Regions from separate parts of the Oryctolagus cuniculus genome. Here region 2 is linked to region 1. A link is a contact called in public Micro-C data. All regions are on one chromosome and are shown on one strand. The core of a region is the stretch at or near the end of the contact, and the rest is flanking DNA. Distances in the headings are between cores, read along the strand shown.

Evidence for each region. Hi-C and Micro-C count contacts between places; a contact is called where the count stands out from the background.
Region 2: a Micro-C map of ear pinna shows a contact between it and region 1, with 3 times the contacts expected there. The contact joins the promoter of NARF here to the promoter of TBCD in region 1. A contact is called at or near these places in 2 of 6 Hi-C or Micro-C datasets (ear pinna and an unstated tissue).

Annotation. Positions count from the first base shown.
Region 1 is chr17:400,195-404,970 of mOryCun1.1, reverse strand. TBCD (tubulin folding cofactor D) reads left to right here and starts at 2,363. Exons shown (of 40, transcript XM_051838823.2): 1 at 2,363-2,728; 2 at 4,569-4,619. The coding sequence starts at 2,545. FN3K (fructosamine 3 kinase) reads left to right here. Exons shown (of 6, transcript XM_002723048.5): 5 at 389-511; 6 at 1,057-1,883. The coding sequence ends at 1,395.
Region 2 is chr17:644,426-649,329 of mOryCun1.1, reverse strand. NARF (nuclear prelamin A recognition factor) reads left to right here and starts at 2,862. Exons shown (of 12, transcript XM_051838812.2): 1 at 2,862-3,018; 2 at 3,306-3,389. The coding sequence starts at 2,992.

The DNA of each region.
Region 1 (4,776 bases), core at 1,114-3,613:
TGAAGGTTGCCACTCCAGCTTCCTTTACACTAGTTAACAGGGTCTCTTTTCTATCCTTGTAACCTCTGTCTGTTTATATATAAGTGCATTCCTGCACGCCACTTGTGGTTAAGTTCAGCTTTATTGTTCTGTCAATCCCTTTAGCGAGAGTATTTTTTGACATTTTTATGTGTTTGTTGATAGTTAGATTTGAGTGTATCTGTTGTTTATGTGTGTTGCCAGTTCTGTCTCCATTTTCCCCTTTAACTCCTTCCTTTGGAAGAGCTGAGTATGTGGCGACCCTGCCTCAGCCTGCTTGCTGGCCGGCCCTTGTCCCAGGGCCTGGGCGGATTGCATGCACTGTCCTGTGGCTACAGCGAGTAGCTCTGTCCTTGCTTCCGTTGCCCAGGTGAATGAGTGGCATGACGACTGGCCAACCTTTTTCACCCGGCACCGGCTCCAGGCACAGCTGGACCTCATCGAAAAAGACTATGCTGACCGAGAGGCACGAGAGCTGTGGTCGAGGTTACAGGTGGGCCCTGCGGCCACTTCTCTGGGAGAGAGGCTGTTCTCTCACCCCGGGAGAGCTGAGGGACTCTGTGCAGAGCTGGGGAAGTGGCGCACACATCAGGGGCCACTATGAGCCTGACAGGAACGGGACAGGGGTGGGATCCGAGGACCAACATGGCCCCCTGGGGTATTTAACCTGACCTCCTGCCTGTGGAGCCCAGGGGCACTGCCGTCCCCGTCTCCTGGTTACTGACAGCTGCCCACTCTTAGCCTCCGTTCCCCTCTGTCTTAGTGGGAATGTCTCACCCCAGGATGGGCCCCCGAGTCCCCCAGGGCCAGGTCTCAAAGCCTGACTCTGAAGTCCCGCTGTAGCCTATGGTGAACTGGCTCCTTGACCTCATGGATGAAGTGGCCAGCAGGGCGGAGAGGAGCAGTGACAGGGCAGTGGGGAGGGCTGTGTCCTCTGCTGCGGCCGCTGGTGCCAGGGAAGTGGGACGCGCACAGAGCGGAGAGGGGCTGCCTCCGGCCGCGTCCAGGCACTGGGCACGACGACCCTCCCTCTCGCAGGTGAAGATCCCGGCTCTGTTCTGCGGCCTGGAGGTGGTCCCCGCCCTGCTGCACGGTGACCTCTGGTCGGGGAACGCGGCGGAGGACGACGCGGGGCCGGTGGTCTTCGACCCGGCCTCCTTCTACGGCCACTCCGAGTTCGAGCTGGCCATCGCCCTGCTGTTCGGCGGCTTCCCCAGGGCCTTCTTCACCGCCTACCACCGCAAGGTGCCCAAGGCGCCGGGCTCCGAGCAGCGGCTGCTGCTCTACCAGCTCTTCAACCTCCTCAACCACTGGAACCATTTCGGGCGCAGTTACCGCTCGGCCGCGCTGGGCGCCATGCGCAGGCTGCTGGCATAACCGCGGGCCGGGATCCCCGCACCCTGCTGCGGCGCAGCTCGCCCGGTGGAGCCCTCCCGGGAACGGCCTCCGGGGGCGGCCCCGACGCGCGCTAACCCAGGGCAGCACCCCTTAGAGCGGCAGAAGGCGGGGTAAGGGGAGCAGGGGCGCAGATGGGACACCCGTCCCCTGCCGACCGCGCCGCCAGGGGTGTGCGCGGCCCACTGACCCTGCGTGGCTGACACGCGCACCTGGCCGCGCGCGGCCGCCTTCTCTCGAGGGACGAAGCTCCGGGCACGGCTTGCTCGCAGCAGGTGCATCCCTGGGACCCCAATTCTCCCCCCCCGGGGGCAGCAGCTCTGCCACTCACCGGGGGCCCCCAGATCGAGCTGAGGGCTCCCAGCCCCGGCTGTTGCGGGTATGTGGGGGGAGGGGTGAACCAGCGGACAGGGGCTCTCTTTCTCTCTTTAAAGGCCTTTCAAATAAATAAACCTTAAACATGAAAACCACCTCTGGGTGGGGGTCCATCGCGTGCTTCCTGCTCCGCCAGCGCTCACCTGGGCCTGGGGTCTCCAGGGGGAGGTGCTTTTCCCAGGGCCAGTGGGCGTCGGGCGCCCACGGCTCGCGCCGGACCGCAGTGCGGGGTGGCCCTGGCGCTTGGGACTGGAGGCGGTCATGGCCCCGCCCCGGCACCCAGGCCCCGCCCCACTCCAGGGCTCAGACCCCGCCCGGCCACGCCCTCAGGCCCCACCCAGTCGCTCGTCTGTCCTCAGACCACGCCCCAAACGAGCCCCGCCCAGGGCCCGCCCCCAGCATCAGCTCCGCCCCGGGCTCGCCCCTCCGCTGCCCGGGCCGGATCGGAGCGCGGTCTTTCCCCGCCGAACTGAGCCTGCGCGGAGACCCCGCCGCAGCTCCTCTTTGCCCGGAGCCCGACAGCGGCGAGCGACCCGGGACCAGAAAGCGACTTCTCGTTTTCGGCCGCCGTAAGCCTCGGCCCTCGCCGGACGGGCGCCACCTCCGCGCGCGCTGCCGCTATTTTGGCGACTCGCGCGTCCCGTAGCGAGGCCGGCTCCGGGGTCGGAGGCCGCTGGGTGGGGCCGGCGTGCGCGGGCGCCGCCTTCGCTCGCCTTTCTGCGCGCTCTCCTCAGCCGGCCGGGCCTCGCCGCCGCGATGGACCTGAGCAAGGAGCCGGTGGCCGGCGCCCGCGACGACGAGGTGGAGGAGGAGGCGCTGGCGTACGGCGCCGCGCTGGAGGCGTTCAGCGAGAGCGCCGAGGCCCGCGCGCTGCTCGGCGGGCTGCGGGAGGCGCACGGCGAGCGCGCGGCGCGGGAAGCGGCGGTGGAGCGGTTCCGCGGTGAGGCGGGGTGCGGTGCGCGGGCGCGGGGGACTTCAGCGTCTCGGGGCCCCTGCGGGGAGGGCGCACCCTGCCCTCCCTCCCGGCAGCCCCTGGAGAGGGCAGCGGGACCCTTGGGCAGGTGGCACGTGGGCTCCCGGCCCCGAGACGGACCCCACGGTGTGTGCGTGTGCCTTTGTGTGTGTGCCTGTGTGTGCACCTGTTGTACAGAGCGTGCGCATCTGGTGTGCAACGTGTGTGCTCCCACCTCTGTGTGTGCCCCCCTGTGTGTGCTCCCACCTGTGTGTGCTCCCACCTGTGTGTGCAACATGTGTGCTCCCCTGTGTGTGCTCCCACCTGTGTGTGTGCTCCCACCTGTGTGTATGCCTGTGTGTGGACCTGTTATACAGAGCGTGCGCATCTGGTGTGCAACGTGTGTGCTCCCCTGTGTGTGCTCCCACCTGTGTGTGCTCCCACCTGTGTGTGTGCCCCCCGTGTGTGCTCCCCTGTGTGTGCTCCCACCTGTGTGTATGCCTGTGTGTGCACCTGTTATACAGAGCGTGCGCATCTGGTGTGCAACGTGTGTGCTCCCCTGCATGTATGCACTTGGGTGTGCTCCTAGCTATGTGTGTGTGCCTGTGTTGTGCAACATGTGTGCTCCCCTGTGTGTGCTCCCCTGTGTGTGCTCCCACCTGTGTGTATGCCTGTGTGTGCTCCCCTGCGTGTGCCCCCCGTGTGTGCTCCCACCTGTGTGTATGCCTGTGTGTGCTCCCCTGCGTGTGCCCCCCTGTGTGTGCTCCCACCTGTGTGTATGTCTGTGTGTGCTCCCCTGCGTGTGCTCCCCTGTGTGTGCTCCCACCTGTGTGTGCCTGTGTTGTGCAACATGCGTGCTCCCCTGTGTGTGCCCCCCCGTGTGTGCTCCCACCTGTGTGTATACCTGTGTGTGCGCCTAGTGTGCGCCTGCAGTGTGTCCCACAGTGTGAGGACTGCAATGTGTAGATCAGTTGTGCAGACCAGGTGTGACCCTCAGCGTGTCGACTGCAGAGCACGTGTGGACCCGTGTGTGGACCACAGTTTGGGGACTGCTCGGCGGGGCCACGGGGTTGGACCAGGAGGAACTGGCTTGATGCCCAGCGTGGCTGTGGGCTGCTGAGACTTGGAGAAACGGGTGCGGTGTGGGATGACAGCCACAGTGTGAGTGGCTTCTTGGTCAGCCTGGTGGATGACTTCCAAGTGCGTCTGTAGGGCCTGGAGGTGCATGATGACCTAGAGCGTTTTCGCCACGCGCTTGTCCTCGGTTTGGAGAGGCAGTGCCCGGGCTTTAGGAGAGAGGCTGGGTGGTGTCCAGGTGGAGAGGCCACTGGCAGCAGCAGTCTGAATCCCGTCTGTCAGTTACCCGAATGCCTGGTGACTGATAACACCGCCTCACGTACAAACTGAGGGTGAGGCGGGCACCGGGCACCAGCGGGAGCCCGGCTTTTGCTCCTGGCAGGTGGGCGGCAGTGAGGAGTGCTCCTTGGATTGGACAGAAGCACCGCAGCTGGGGGCTGTGGGTCAGACTTTGCAGGGCTTTGAGGGAAGAGAGAGGGTGTGTGCCTGAGCGGGAGTGGGAGGGAAGGAAGGAACAAGGGAGAGACCCTGCTGGGGAGGAAGACTCAGGAGGCCGTGGGAGGAGAGGACCCCAGGAAAGGTGTGTGGAGCAGGGGGCCAGAGGGCAGTGGGGGTGCACACTCTGGGGGGCCTCTGTGGGTGTGCTCTTGGCCGCTGCCTGCGTTTAGCAAGGACGAGCAGGGTGGCTCCTGAGGTCCCTGTGCGCGTCTGGCTTAGTGGTGATTGACTTCTGTGTTCTTTTTCTTTTTAGTAATAATGAACAAATACCAGGAGCAGCCTCACCTGTTGGACCCACACCTTGGTGAGCATGGGAGCTGATGGTCCTGATGACCGAATGAATGACAGGTGGCCGTGAGACCTTGTGTGCTGCCGCGTGTGTGTGGCTGCAGAGGGTGGCGGGATGTAGTGCCAGTGCCTTTCAAATAAGTAAGATAAATCTTGAAGAAATAAAGAACACA
Region 2 (4,904 bases), core at 1,613-4,112, 240 kb before region 1:
GAAGATATCTCTCTACCTCTGCCTTTAAAATAAATCAATCTTTTTTTTTTAATAAAAAATTGTTTCCACTAAGCAGGAAGAAATGGTGGAATTCACACATCTGCTTAAAGAAGTGATGGGTCTCGGCAGTTTCATAAATGGCTGCCAATTCGCACCACAAAAGGACAGTCAGACACGGAAAGAACACAGCCCCTTCTATGAAGTCGTCTTATAAAAACAAAACACCACCACAGCCTGGGTGTGAGATCCAGCCTGCATCTGCTGGAGAGTCAGAGGACAAGGATACCCTGAAAGCTCGCACAGGGACACCTCAGTGATTTCGGGAAAGCCTGCAGACGAAGGCCCGGTTCCCTGTGATGATGCAGAGGGGAAGGGGGATGTGGCTGGAACCCACAGACTTCAACCAAGTCACACCTTCAGGCTAGAGCTCTACACCCGGATAGCAAGCCTTATTTCAAAATAAGGATTTTTCAGAAAAATATGTATTTATGTTGAAAGAGTTACAGAGAGAGAGCGCGTGCGCTTCCATCTGCTGTTTCACTCCCCAGATGCCTGTAAAGGCCAGAGCTGGGCCAGGCGGGAGCCAGGAGCTTCATCCTGGTCTCCCACGAGGGTGACGGGGCCTAAACATGGGCCACCTTCCGTTGCTTTTCCCAAGACAGTGAGCAGGGAGCTGGATGGGAGGTGGAGCAGCTGGGACAGCAACCAGTGCCCACACGGGATGCGGCGTCATGGGTGGTAGCTTTACCTGTTGCGCCACAACATTGGCCTCAGGATTTTTTTTTTTAAAGAAAGACTTAAGGAACATCTAAATCAACTTCGATATAGAACACATTGTACTTATTTAGATCCTGATTTAAACTCGCTAGAAATTTATGAGACAATTGAGAAATATGGACATTGGGCATTGACGAGACTGACTGCGAAGTGTTGTAACAGATAGCATTGCAATTCTGCTTTTAAAACACTAGAGGCCAGCATTGTGGCATAGCAGATAAAGGCTCCACCTGTAATTGCCAGCATCCCTGTGGCAACAGTTCTAGTCCTGGCTGCTCCACTTCTGCTCCAGCGCCCTGCTAATGACCTGGAGAAGAAGAGAAGATGGCCCCAGGAGTCGGGCCCCTGCCACCCCTGTGGGAGATGCTGCTCCTGGCTTTGGCCTGGCCTAGCCCTGGCCATGAGGCCATCTGTGGAGTAAACCAGTGGATGGAAGATCTCTCTCTTTCCATCTCTGTAATTCTGATTCTCAAACAAATAAATACATCTTTAAAATAACAATAAATATACAAATCTAAAACTACTCTTTCATTCCTGAAAACTGAAGGGAGATGTTTTCTGTGCAGTGCTGACATGGATTGAATGACTGAAAGGTTAAGACTTCCCAAGGTTGATTGATGTATTTGTAATATGGTATATAAATGGAAAACGCGGGGCCGGCTCTGGCACCGTGGGTTAAAGCTTCAGTCTGCAGCGCTGGCATCACATTTGGGTGCTGGTTCGAGTCCTGACTGCTCCACTTCTGGTCCAGCTCCCTGCTGTGGCCTGGGAAAGCAGCAGAAGATGCCCAAGTCCTTGGGGCCCTGCACCCACGTGGGAGACCTGGAAGAGGCTCCTGGCTTGGGATCGGCACAGCTCCAGCCGTTGCGGTCATTTGGGGAGTGAACCAGTGGATAGAAGACCTCTCTCTGTCTCTACATTTCTCTGTAACTCTTTCAAATAAATAAACTTTTTTAAGAAATGGAAAACTATAAATAAGAACATTTTTAATGATCTAACATGAAAAGATCCTACTGGGGTTTTGAGGCGTAAGTGTCTGATCTGACGCTCCGAGGGGAGGGTTTGCCTTCAGGAGGGGCGCAGGATCGGGACTCTGGGCTGTACACGCGGGAGCGCTTCCTGTCACGCTGACTGCTCCACGCGCGCTCTGCACCCGACCCGGGCGCGGGGTTTAGGGGAGATGTGGACTCCGGGGACGCTAACAGCGAGTCACCGCGTGGCAGCGCTGCCCGTGGGTGGCGGTCACGTGTGGCCCTGCAGTCTTCGCTAGCGGGTGGTCAGAGCGGTGGGGGAGCCGGCCTCGTCCCAGAGCTCACACCGGGCAGCAGCCTGCCAAGTGCCAAGTCCGAGTCCCCGACTGCATTTTGGAAAGTGACCTCCGCGTCCCCACGCGCGTCCGCGGAGTGCACCGGCCGGGTCCCAGGACTCCCGAGCGCCCTCGCGTGCCGCCGGTTTTGCGCGGTTCCAGTCAGCTCCGTGGGGGACGACAGTCTCCTCGAGCTTTGTAAAGTGCGGCCCTGACCAGTACCCGCGGGACTCAGGCCAAACACTGACCGGGCACCCGGTCAGGGTTCTCGGACCGCAGCGGCCGACGGAAGCGGGCCCTGGCGGGGACCCCGGGGCGGGCCGGCGGAGCGCGGCGCTCCCGCGCTCAACGACACGAACGGAAAACGCCGCCCTCGTGCCGCCCGGCTGCGTCCACGCGGGCCAGCGGCGCTCGCCGCGCACGCGCACTTCCGCCCGGCCGGCCTACGTGCCGCGCGGCAGGGCGGCCATGGCGGCGGCCAGAGGCGGGTGTGGGGCCGAGCGGACGACGCGCGCCCCCGCCGCAGGCGGCTCTCCCTCGGCCCCTCCCCCGCGCCCGTGGCTAAGCAGCCCCCGCCGGCCCGCCCGAAGCGGAAACCCTCGCGGGAACCGGCCCGGGACCCCGCGGCGTCGCCCGTCGCATTGGCTCCAGGGGCGGGCCCGCCTCTTTCCGGCATCCTCATTGGCCGAGACCCAGCCGTGTGGGGCGGGGCCGAAGCGCCTTCCGCGCGCTCCTACTGGCTCAGGGTGCGGCTCGCCCTGTCCCGGCGCTCTCATTGGCCGGGCGCAGCCGCCGGGGCGGGGCCCGCCGCAGCGAGGACGACAAAGGGCTGCGGGCGGCGGGCGCCGCGTCTGCGTCCGCGCTGCTCCCCTCAGGCCGAGGCGCCGGCCTCCGCCCGCGCGCTCCAGATGAAGTGCGAGCACTGCACGCGCAAGGTGGGCGCGGACCGCGGGGCCGGGGCTGGGGCGGGCCGCGTGCGGGTGGCGGCAGGCTCTCGCGCGCCCGTCCATCCTTCCCTGTCCCGCAAAACGGTCCCGAGCCTTCAGCCCGGGACACCGAGACCGAACCTCGCGGCGGCCCCGGCCGGCCGAGGCGGCGGCGCTCCTCGGTCCGGAGCGGGCAGCGCCGCGGGGTCGCCCTCGCACCTGCGGGCAGGTGGCCGAGCCGTGAGGGAGGGCAGCGGCAGAGTCGTCGGTCAGTGACGCCCCCTTGCCTTTTTAAGGAATGTAGCAAGAAGAGCAAGACCGAGGACGCGGAGGATGTGTCGGCCGAGGCGAGCGCGAGCCCGGCGCGGGCGGGCGGAGAGGTGAGCGTGCGCCGGCCGGGGCCGGCCGGGGCCCGGCCGCCGTCGCCTCTGTTCGCGGTTGCTTCTCTTTGAGATGCTGCCTGGCCGGGAGTTGATGCGCGCTCCGAGCTGCGTGTGCTGTGTAAGTGCCGCCCCAGCGGCGCGCGGAGACGCAGCCGTCACGCCTTCCACGGAGGGCCCCGCGAGCGCCGGCGCTGAGCGCTTCTGCCGCGACCTGCGTCTGGCGGGCCTTCCTCTGGGCGCACCCCTGCGCGGAGCTCCAGCCCCTTCGCTATCAGTGATGCGGGGGGTTGAGGCGCGCCCCTCCCGGGTTCTGCGAGGCTGAGATAAGGCACCCCCAGCCTAGGTGGTTGTCTCGGCAGGTCGGTGGTGGGCACACGGACAGCGCGGGCGCGCAGGGCGGGGAGAGCTCCGAGCCGGTGTAGCAGCCAGCCCGGAGGGTGTCGCACACCCTGACCCGCTCAGTGGAGGGCAGTGGGCGATCGCGAAGGCCCCCGGGCTCGGGGGAGCGCAGGTGTGTGTCAGTGCAGGTTGGAGGGAGCCGGGGAACAGCTGGGGCGCAGCTTTGGCGGGGCACGGGACCTGCGTGAGCCAGCCAGAGCGGCAGAGCTAAGAGGCTGTACCCGGGCGCGGCGTTAGCTCCACAGGCCCCGAGCTTGGGCTGGAGGCAGCACAGGCCCCTGTTGCTCTGGACAGAGGCGATAGGCCAGGTGGTGGAAGGGAACGGCGCGTGCGTTTAGGGCAGGAGGGGAAAGGGAGGAATGTGACAGGTGCGGGAGAGCCGGCCCTGCAGCAGGAGACGCGGGAGGATGGCGAGTTGGTGCAGCTGGCCGGGCCTCGGGCTTAGTGCAGCACCGCGCGCCAGGCTCCGGGAGCTCCTTAGAAGTACAGGCTTCTGGGCCCCACACAGACCTCCTGAATCACCGGTAGTGGAACAAGACCCCCAGTGAGCAGGCGTCTCGGGGCCATTGGGTCATTTCCAGGAGGAGGCAGTGGGCTGAGCTCCGTTCAGAGTGGCTGTGGGGGAGAGGGCACCCGAGCTGGCTCCTGTCAGTCCGTGTTTAAAGGGGAAAACAACAGCAAACGGGACCCGTGGCTCAGGCTCTCATAATGTGTTGAAATGATTCCAGTGGGCTACGTCCGTCCGCCCAGTAGCGAGCACGGTCTGTATGCGGCACGTTCTGGGGTGTGTACTCTCAGACCGAAGTTTGTACCCAGGAGGGCTGAGCACGTGGAGCCCGGGGGGCAAGGCGGTTGGTGGATGAGGGTGGTGCTGGCAGGTGTCAGGACCTCCCAGCCAGGGCCATTCAGTGAGCCCAGAGCTGGCTGGGGGTGTGTCCCAGAGTGTGGCAGTCCCAGCCAGGGCCGTTGTGACTGGGCGCGATGGGGAGCACACCCACCAGCTTGAACCTCTACATGGGGGGCGGCTGTGGAGGGCTCTGAGCAGAGTGCAGATGCGGCTCCGTCTTAGCAGATTCTAGGGAAGGAGAGGGTGCCGGCGTCCAGGTGAGACCA